Regions from separate parts of the Mus musculus genome. Here region 1 is linked to region 2. Evidence: chromatin contacts called from public Hi-C data. All regions are on one chromosome and are shown on one strand. Each heading gives the region's core, a stretch centred on a gene start, on an enhancer-like site or on the middle of the called end of the contact. The rest is flanking DNA. Distances are from core to core; before and after follow the strand shown.

What was found. Hi-C and Micro-C count contacts between places; a contact is called where the count stands out from the background.
Region 1: a contact with region 2 is called in a Hi-C map of cortical neurons, with 2.2 times the contacts expected there. The contact joins two enhancer-like sites. A contact is called at or near these places in 2 of 484 Hi-C or Micro-C datasets (both in cortical neurons) and 1 of 115 datasets of contacts at active chromatin or transcription factors (astrocytes).

The regions. Positions count from the first base shown.
Region 1 is chr10:46,824,806-46,828,715 of GRCm38.p6, forward strand. No RefSeq gene overlaps it. Among named protein-coding and RNA genes, the nearest start is that of Gm25650, 12 kb to the right of the region's middle. Within about 2 kb of position 1,391, at least 25 of the 459 cell types and tissues checked have an H3K27ac peak or open chromatin away from gene starts, as enhancers often do. A contact at or near this core is called in cortical neurons, where this site is marked.
Region 2 is chr10:46,004,504-46,008,613 of GRCm38.p6, forward strand. No RefSeq gene overlaps it. Among named protein-coding and RNA genes, the nearest start is that of D030045P18Rik, 200 kb to the left of the region's middle. Within about 2 kb of position 2,003, at least 7 of the 459 cell types and tissues checked have an H3K27ac peak or open chromatin away from gene starts, as enhancers often do. A contact at or near this core is called in cortical neurons, where this site is marked.

The DNA of each region.
Region 1 (3,910 bases), core at 141-2,640, 820 kb after region 2:
ATTCCCCTGGCTCAGCCCTACTCCATTGCCCATTTTAAGAACTAAATTGTTGAGACTTAAGCTTCAAATGGTAGAATATTGAACATTTTTTAAAAGGCCCTTTAAAAAGATTTTGTTTTGTACCAAAAGCATAGCTATGTTTCAAACCCATAGTACAGTAGACATTTTCTTTATTTCACCCTTTGCTACTAACTTGTGATGTCATTGTCAACACATGAGTCCACATTTCTGGGTGTCAGTTTCCTTTACTGCTAAATGATAAAAGAGGTTGGGAGGGTTGTTCTAATCTCCTTAATTTTCTTCTACCTTGGCTGTTTTCTAAATTACTTTTTACGTTAGCATATAAAGCAACGGGCATTTTATACACATAAATGTTTTAAATGTTTTCGGTCATTTGCTTCTCCCATTGACCTCCATTTCCCAGGCCACATCTTGCTGGTGTTTTTCTTTGATGGCTAATCCCCATTGCGATTTGACATACCTGGAAAGAGAGAAACTTAATTGAAGAACTGATTGCATTCATAAGTTTGGCCTGTGGGAATATTCTTGGTTGATGATTGTTTAGGAAAGGGACAGCCCAATGTGGGTGGTACCATTTCTTGTCAAATGGGCATAAACTCTATGAGAAAGCTAGCTGAGCAAGCCATAGTTAGCAAGGTAGCGAGCATCATTCCTCCTTCCCTTTGTGCTTCAGGCTCTTACCTTAGCTCCCTTTGATGATGGACTATAGCCTCTGTAAGCAAATAAATCCTTTGCTCCACAAGTTGATTTTTGATCATGATGTTCATCACAGTAAGAGCAAGTAAAGTAGGCCACCATCCTTCCTCCACCCAGAGTCTCCCCTGCTGCTTCCAAGTCATTTTTATTCCCTCCACTATTTCAGATTTCTTTTTCTCTCCTTAAGGTTTCTTTTCTATGGTCAATACACACACACACACACACACACACACACACACACACACACACACACACAGGCAGATGCACATTGTATGCACACAAAGACACACATACACACATGCTTACATGTAGATTCAGTATTTGAGAGAAACATGCCTATTTGATGATTTAACATTTCAGAATCAACTATTACTCTTTATTTTTTTTCCAGCTTGGCAAAAAATTAAAATGAAGAGCCAAGGAGAAACTATGTAATGGGGTACAAATAGGTGAAAAAAATGACTTTTTTTTTAAAAGCCAAAATGAATTCTCTTTTGAACCAGCAAAGCAGATGGCTACAAATTATGACTTGTGTACATTGCCTCTTTATATGCATCTCCTCTTGAGAGCTAAACTGGAATTATTAAAATCCCATCATTACCCTGCCTTCTCCACCTCTCAGCGCCTTTGTTTTCTCACTTGCAACTGAATTATTTGCATCACACAGGCATTGTTCTCCAGCTGAATTCGGTAGGGACTCACTAGACATTTGTTAATGCTTGATGACATTAGGTCCTGCATACACAGAATACTTTGTTTGCTATGCTTCTCTAGGTTGACAAGCTGAACCTACTAAGAACAAAGGATTTTGCTAGGAAAGAGGAAGAGCACCGTGAAAATGATTTTTACTTTTCAGAGTGGCAGTGGAATTTAGGAATATGTGAAGTAAATTTACAAGTTTTATAAGTTCCTGATGTTTTACAAATGTTTAATGGGATAATAGGTCATACTCCAGTTACTTTATTCCCTTCTAGAGTCAGACGAGTTTATTGGCTCTTCATAAGCTTGCATATGACTTTGAACAACAACAACAACAACAACCAAACAAAAAACAACAAAAAAAACAATTGTCTACCAATTGACAAAGACCAAATGGTATTCATATTTTAGGAGAAAAAAAAATTCAAGTAGCAAAACTAAAGTGGGTGACAAGAATATTGTAGGAGAATTATTTCATTTCCAAAACTAAAGGTGGGTGGATGAGGCTTCTGTCAAATCTCTATATTTACAGTGGAAAGTCTATTGTAGGCAGTCTGTTGAAAATGACAGCATTTCTATCAAGCTCCCCATCAGCTGCCGCTGGCTGGAATAGGAATTATCATCCTTCACTGGGCTGTCTTGCTTTATGATATCAATTAGCAAACAATCTGTTTTGTTGGCACAGGATAAAATTAGGATGCAAAACAGAGGGACTGTGAAGCAAAACATTTTTCAGGGAGAGAGCTGTTGTGCTGAAGCATGGGAGGAAAAGAGGCTGTCATTTTTCTGTCTGTCAGTCCTTCTTTAATTTATCTCTGATGTCAGACTATTAGATCCTAATACACATAATCACATTATTAGCTTTGATGCTGCTGAGCTATTTAGGATGTTAATATCTGACTTAAAAATATAAATCTTGCATTTCTTTTTCATGGGTTTTTGTAACTCTTGCAATTATTTTTTTTAAACCCTATTTACTCTCTTTAAAATATATTTAAAGAATCAAATTCTGCATAAAGTAGAACAGAAGTTACACTAGGGGGCACTAGTAAGCTACACTATTTGTTTTTTGTTTTTAGTGCCCCCCTCCTTTTTGGCAATCTCATTTGCATGTCTTTAGGGATGCTGTTACTGCTAAAGCTTATCTATTTGAAACTACCCATTTTTCTTCCTTCTTTCCTTTCCTTTCCTTTTTTTTTTTTTTTTTTTTTTTTTTTTTTAAAGCCCATTTGGCTCCTTTCATTGACCAGTAGAGTTCCAGACCTGTAGGTTCATTATTTTGATAAGCTTTGTCCCAGTTGGGTTGTCTGGGTGGCCTTTATGTCTTTATTGAAATCCCTGGGTCTTGTCCTGTGACATTTCTGATGTCTTTTGAAAGAACATCTCTGCAGCTGCAAGTGATTGCTGCTTAAGCCCAATTTTAAGGCCTCAAAATGCACACACATTACTCTGGGGTATTTCTTTTAAGCCACATTTAAGCCCTGGTCTCTAGAGGTGAAAGACTGAGATGCTAAATAATCTGCCACCTGGCCTGTCCGCACATGATTGGTACAGAACACAGATTCCTCTTCTGAGGAATATACAAAAATAGCTTTTCCTAAAAGGTCAAATAAAATTTATGCTTCATGCTCAAAACTTTAGCATTTCAATTTAATTTTAAAAGTCAAAAACAATATAGAAGGATCTAAAGTGAGCCTAAAGAGAGTTCACAATTTTATTAAAGAAAGTAAACCAAGTTTTAGTTTTCTCAGAATATGCCAGCTTTTTATTACCCTTTTATTTACTGAAAATCAAATGTGTTTTCAGTTTTATGAAAGCTGGAATATTTTTCTCTAATTTGTTATTATTATTATTATTATTATTATTATTATTATTATTATTATTATTAAATACTTCTTTTAGTTGGCCCTCTTTTGAAATATTTGCTGACAAAATCATTAGTCTGTTTCAAAATGAGATTTGTCTTAGTTATTGTTCTATTGCTGTGATTAGACACCATGACCATGGCAGCTCTTATAGAGAAAAGCATTTAATTGGGGCTTGCTTATATTTTCAGAGGTTTAGTCCATTTTCATTTGACAGAAAGCATGACAGCACACAGGGGACATGGTGATAGAGAAGCAGTTGAGAGTTCTACATCTGGATCGTCAGGCAGCAAGAAGAACAAAAGCCTCTGGACTTGAATGGTCTTGAAAACACAAAGCCCACCCTCAATGACACACTTCCTCCAACAAGGCCACACCTCCTAATACTTTCAAATAGCGCCACTCCCTGGTGACCAAGGATTTTCTTATGTAAATAACCACAATTTTTTGGTCTACAAATAGAAAGCAAAATATGAATGCTGGGTTCTCTGGTAGACTCTTAGTTTGTCTAGTGTACTGGGGATCTGGGGTCAATTCCCAATGCCAGCATTAGAAGGAATAAATAAACATCAGCAAAAAGAAGTGGTCTTATAATCAAATGGAATAAAAATGTTAACTAACTTGATGAA
Region 2 (4,110 bases), core at 753-3,252:
AGTTCAAAACAGTGCACAGTTACAGAATTAAAAATACACACCATTCCTGTTAGCTTAAGTCTGTTAGTCAGGGTGGAGTTTTCAATCCCACTTGGGAACTGCAATAGAAATAATAGGATAAATAAATAGAAATAGAAATATAAACGAAATGTCAAAACATTCTAAAGATGAAGTTTAATCCTAGAAAGTCAACAGAGTATAATTTGAAAACTTCATTTAGAAGTATTTTCTTTGCTTTTAAGATTTTAGAAATAACCCAACAAAGGTGGTGTTTAGAACAGTTCTTCCTTTTACAAATTATGACTTTCTAGTTAAGTGTCTTCTGATACGTCATAAGGGTTCAAAGATGAATAAAAAGTTGCCAGAGCTCTGTATTTGCATAATGACTGCCATCAGAGCCTCCTGTGGCATTCTAATCCCAGATCCTGTTCAAATGTCCCTTCGGCAAAGCTATTGCCATCAGGTGAGGTCTGCTCTTGGCCTTTGCCTTCAGGTGGTAAGACTTCCTCTGGGAAAAAGAAATAACTCATGGTATAATCTGCCAACGCCACAACTTCAGTATTTCAGGTTGTCCTTTCCAAAGGATAAGGTCAGGGAATAAATCTTCACCACAGAATGTCATGAACGACACAAGCCAGAGTCTTTGTGAAAAAGAACTTGGCTTCACACAGATATACAAACGAAGATATAAAACCTAGTCATAGCCTATATATCAACCTTGTCAGAAAGGAAAACGTAAGACACTTGAGAAGGGAGAGCATTTGCTTCCCAGCTGCCTTAGTTCTTTATTACTATATATACCTCCATAAACCAGACTATCCTGGATCAGTAGCATATTCAAAGCCTCAAGGAATTCCGTCATTTGGATACTTCATTTGTGTGTGGTCTTTCTTTACTTAATTTCATTATCAGAACATGATGATGTTTCTCCATTTCCAATTTTACTGATAATCTCCCAGTCTGCATGTATGGGTTTCTTTCTTGATTAGGAATTTGCACACAATGCAGCAAATAAACTCAAGGTCAAGATCACCCTCTAACCAGTGATCTTGACCTTGAGTTTATTTGCTGGAAAAACATGGGTTTCATGTAGTTCCTATGACTTTTGGTAAGTGAAAACAAATGAGAAAAGCTGGCAATGCACCTTGAATGGCCATATGTTAGGGAACTTGCTAGGGCCTGTGCAAAGAAGACAGGAAGCTACATCATCCCAGCTCAGTGTGACACTTAGGACGAAAGAGCATTTGCTCCAAAAATCAAGCTAAATTTACTTATGCCAGAAAGACCTACCTCAGGAGCAAAGACACAAGGGCGAACCTATTTGAGAACAGAGACAGACTATTTTCAATATCAAAGAAAGGTCTTTGATAGTCTTTCTTTACAGCTTAGTGCCTCTTACTCAGAGTAAGGCCCCAGCTGATGGTGAGGAAATGGATGGCTGAATGAAGAAATTCTCCAGTCATACCAGTGCACGACTTTAAGTAGTTGCATGTGCATGTTTCAATAAGATGAGAATAATTCTCCTGGCTAGGCTTTACTTTCATCAGTAATAATTAGCTCCCTCTATACCAGCAGTTCTCAACTTGTAGGTTGTGACCTCATTGTGGATGTTCATTGACCTGTTTACAAGGGTTGCCTGAAGCCATCCAAAACCACAAATATTTATATTATGATTCATAACAGTAGCAAAATTATGGTTATGAAGTAGCTAGGAAAATAATTTTATGGTTGGGGGTCGCCACCACATGAAGAACTGAATCCGAGGGTCACAGTGTTAGGAAGGTTGAAAAACCACTGCTCTAGGCTGTGTTTGTCTGATCAATGATTTCCAACTGATTTTAACTTTTAGAACATGTATGTCTGATTGGGACCAGAATGTCAAGAAGTAGACCATTCATAAAAAAAGAAGTGTATCATTTATATAAGACAGCTTCACAATGGGTGGAAACAGAACTTGCTGAGATTATGCTGTCTCTATATAGCATTAGAGAAAAGCTATTTCTTCCCTCTAATTATGCAGCTTGGATGACGCTCTGGGATACAAACTACTTGGAGCTTAAGAGAGCACACAGCAGCTTGAGTCAGTATTGTCAAATGAATGTACAAATGAATAGCAATAAAAGCAAATAATAAAACGTTTTTTTTTCTTGGCATTTAATTCAAATATGCTACAGCACAAATGTGTTATTTGAATTCCTTTCACATGTAATTAAACTACACAGAGAGAAAAATCTGGCAAACTGAAGGCCAGGGAAGGACAGATAAAAGAATAGACAATTCCTCAGAGCATTTTATCAGCTTGCCATCATCCCCTCTGTATTTTGATAAGAAGGAAAAAAAAGTCTAGTATTTGAAGGTCTGGTGAAAGGCTCCATATAACTGTATAAATGTGTTATTAATTGTAGGAGCAGAATTTTAGTTTCAAACTGTACTTTGTGCTCTTAAAAATACAGTAATAATTGTGGAAGACAGCCACCTGCAGAGCTTTTCTGGTGGCTTCTGACCTGCCCTACATCGTTAATAGAGCTAGTCTTACTAACAGGGTTGATGTCATACCAGTTTCTTCTGTCTCACAAAATTATTTAAAGATGTGTCTTTAACCACCCCCACAGTGCCAAGCTGCTCTATAAATGTCAGTTTTCTGCCATGAGGAGAATTATCTTAGATAATGTCACACCATCTCTTGAGATGTTAATCTTTGTGCTTTCTTGTATTTGACCCTTCCTTTATTCAGCTGTAGGTATTTCCATTGCCCTGGGGGATCAAGATTCATAGCAGAGGTGCAAAGAGGAAAGTTACAGTAGGAACAGTACTTTTGAAAGTTCAGCCCTTTGATAGTTTACATTTCGTTGAGAAAGGATCATAGATAGTCTGAAGAATTGAAGTCTTCCAGTGTCCGGAATTCACTGGGTTCTGTCTGAGCTGCCCTTAAGATACTGTCTTTATTCAGGACCTCAGAAGAATCCTGACAATGCGAGTGAGAAAGTCTCTGGGTTTCCAGAGGGACAGTGATGCCTACGAAGCAAAAAAATGTTTCCAGTATGAATTTTTTTTGAAGGCTAGAAAATGTTCTGTAAGCTCCACACTAGCTCTCTGCAGCCTTCCAAATCCATGATGAAACATCAGCCTCAACAGTGACTCTTGCTTTAATTGGCAAAGAGGATGTCTTTAGATAACAATGATATTTCATTTTGGAGGTAAGTCTTCACATGTAAAGGAACTGTTCTTCTAAGATTATGATGCATTCTCACTGGCCAAAGGGAAGTCATCATAGACCACACAAGGACATCAGGTCCATTTCTTACACGTTCTACCCACAACAGAACTCTGGTTCCATTCGGATCCCTGGCACTCATTGTCTGCTGCATCCTTGAGTAGTTTCACCAAGAGTTGGTCCTTTGATTGTTATCACCTCCTCTCTAAGATATTTTGTTTCTTCCACACCCCACCACCCTCCTGTTCTGTATATTTTCTCTGCAACAATTACAGCACATTAAGACATTGAATGCCCTGTTCAGTAGTTGTAGTTTGAATAAGAATAGGCTCGTGGAACTCTTTCAGAAGAATTAAGAGGTATGGTATGGACTTACCAAGGAGGTATATCATTGGGGGTGAGCATTGAGGTTTTAAAGTCCATGGCCAAGCCCAACACCCACCCCCTCTGCTTACAACTTAATGGATCAGATGTGAGCTCTCAGATACCTACCTACCTGCCTGACTCTGTTTCCTGACATGCTAGTCATCACCAACTCTTTAAACTTGATGCAAGCCACCAATTAAATGCGTTTTGTCTACTAGTTGTCTCAGTTCTCAGCAATAGAACAGTAACTAAGAGTAGTAAACTAGAGAAAAAACATTGTTTTTGAGTTTTAGTGGCCATTTTACTGAAACTCATTACATTCTGATACTTCTTCATTAACCAAAACAAGTAATTCAAAAGCCAAATAAGAACACATTAGTAATATCAACAACAACGAACATGAACCAAATCTAAACTTTTGCGTTCTTAGTAGAGGTGGAAATGGGAATAGGAAGAAGTAAGCTTTACGGAATGGCACAGTCAATATCAGAGCTAAGAGAAGATAGCAAGGGGCATCCGAGTGAGATGAG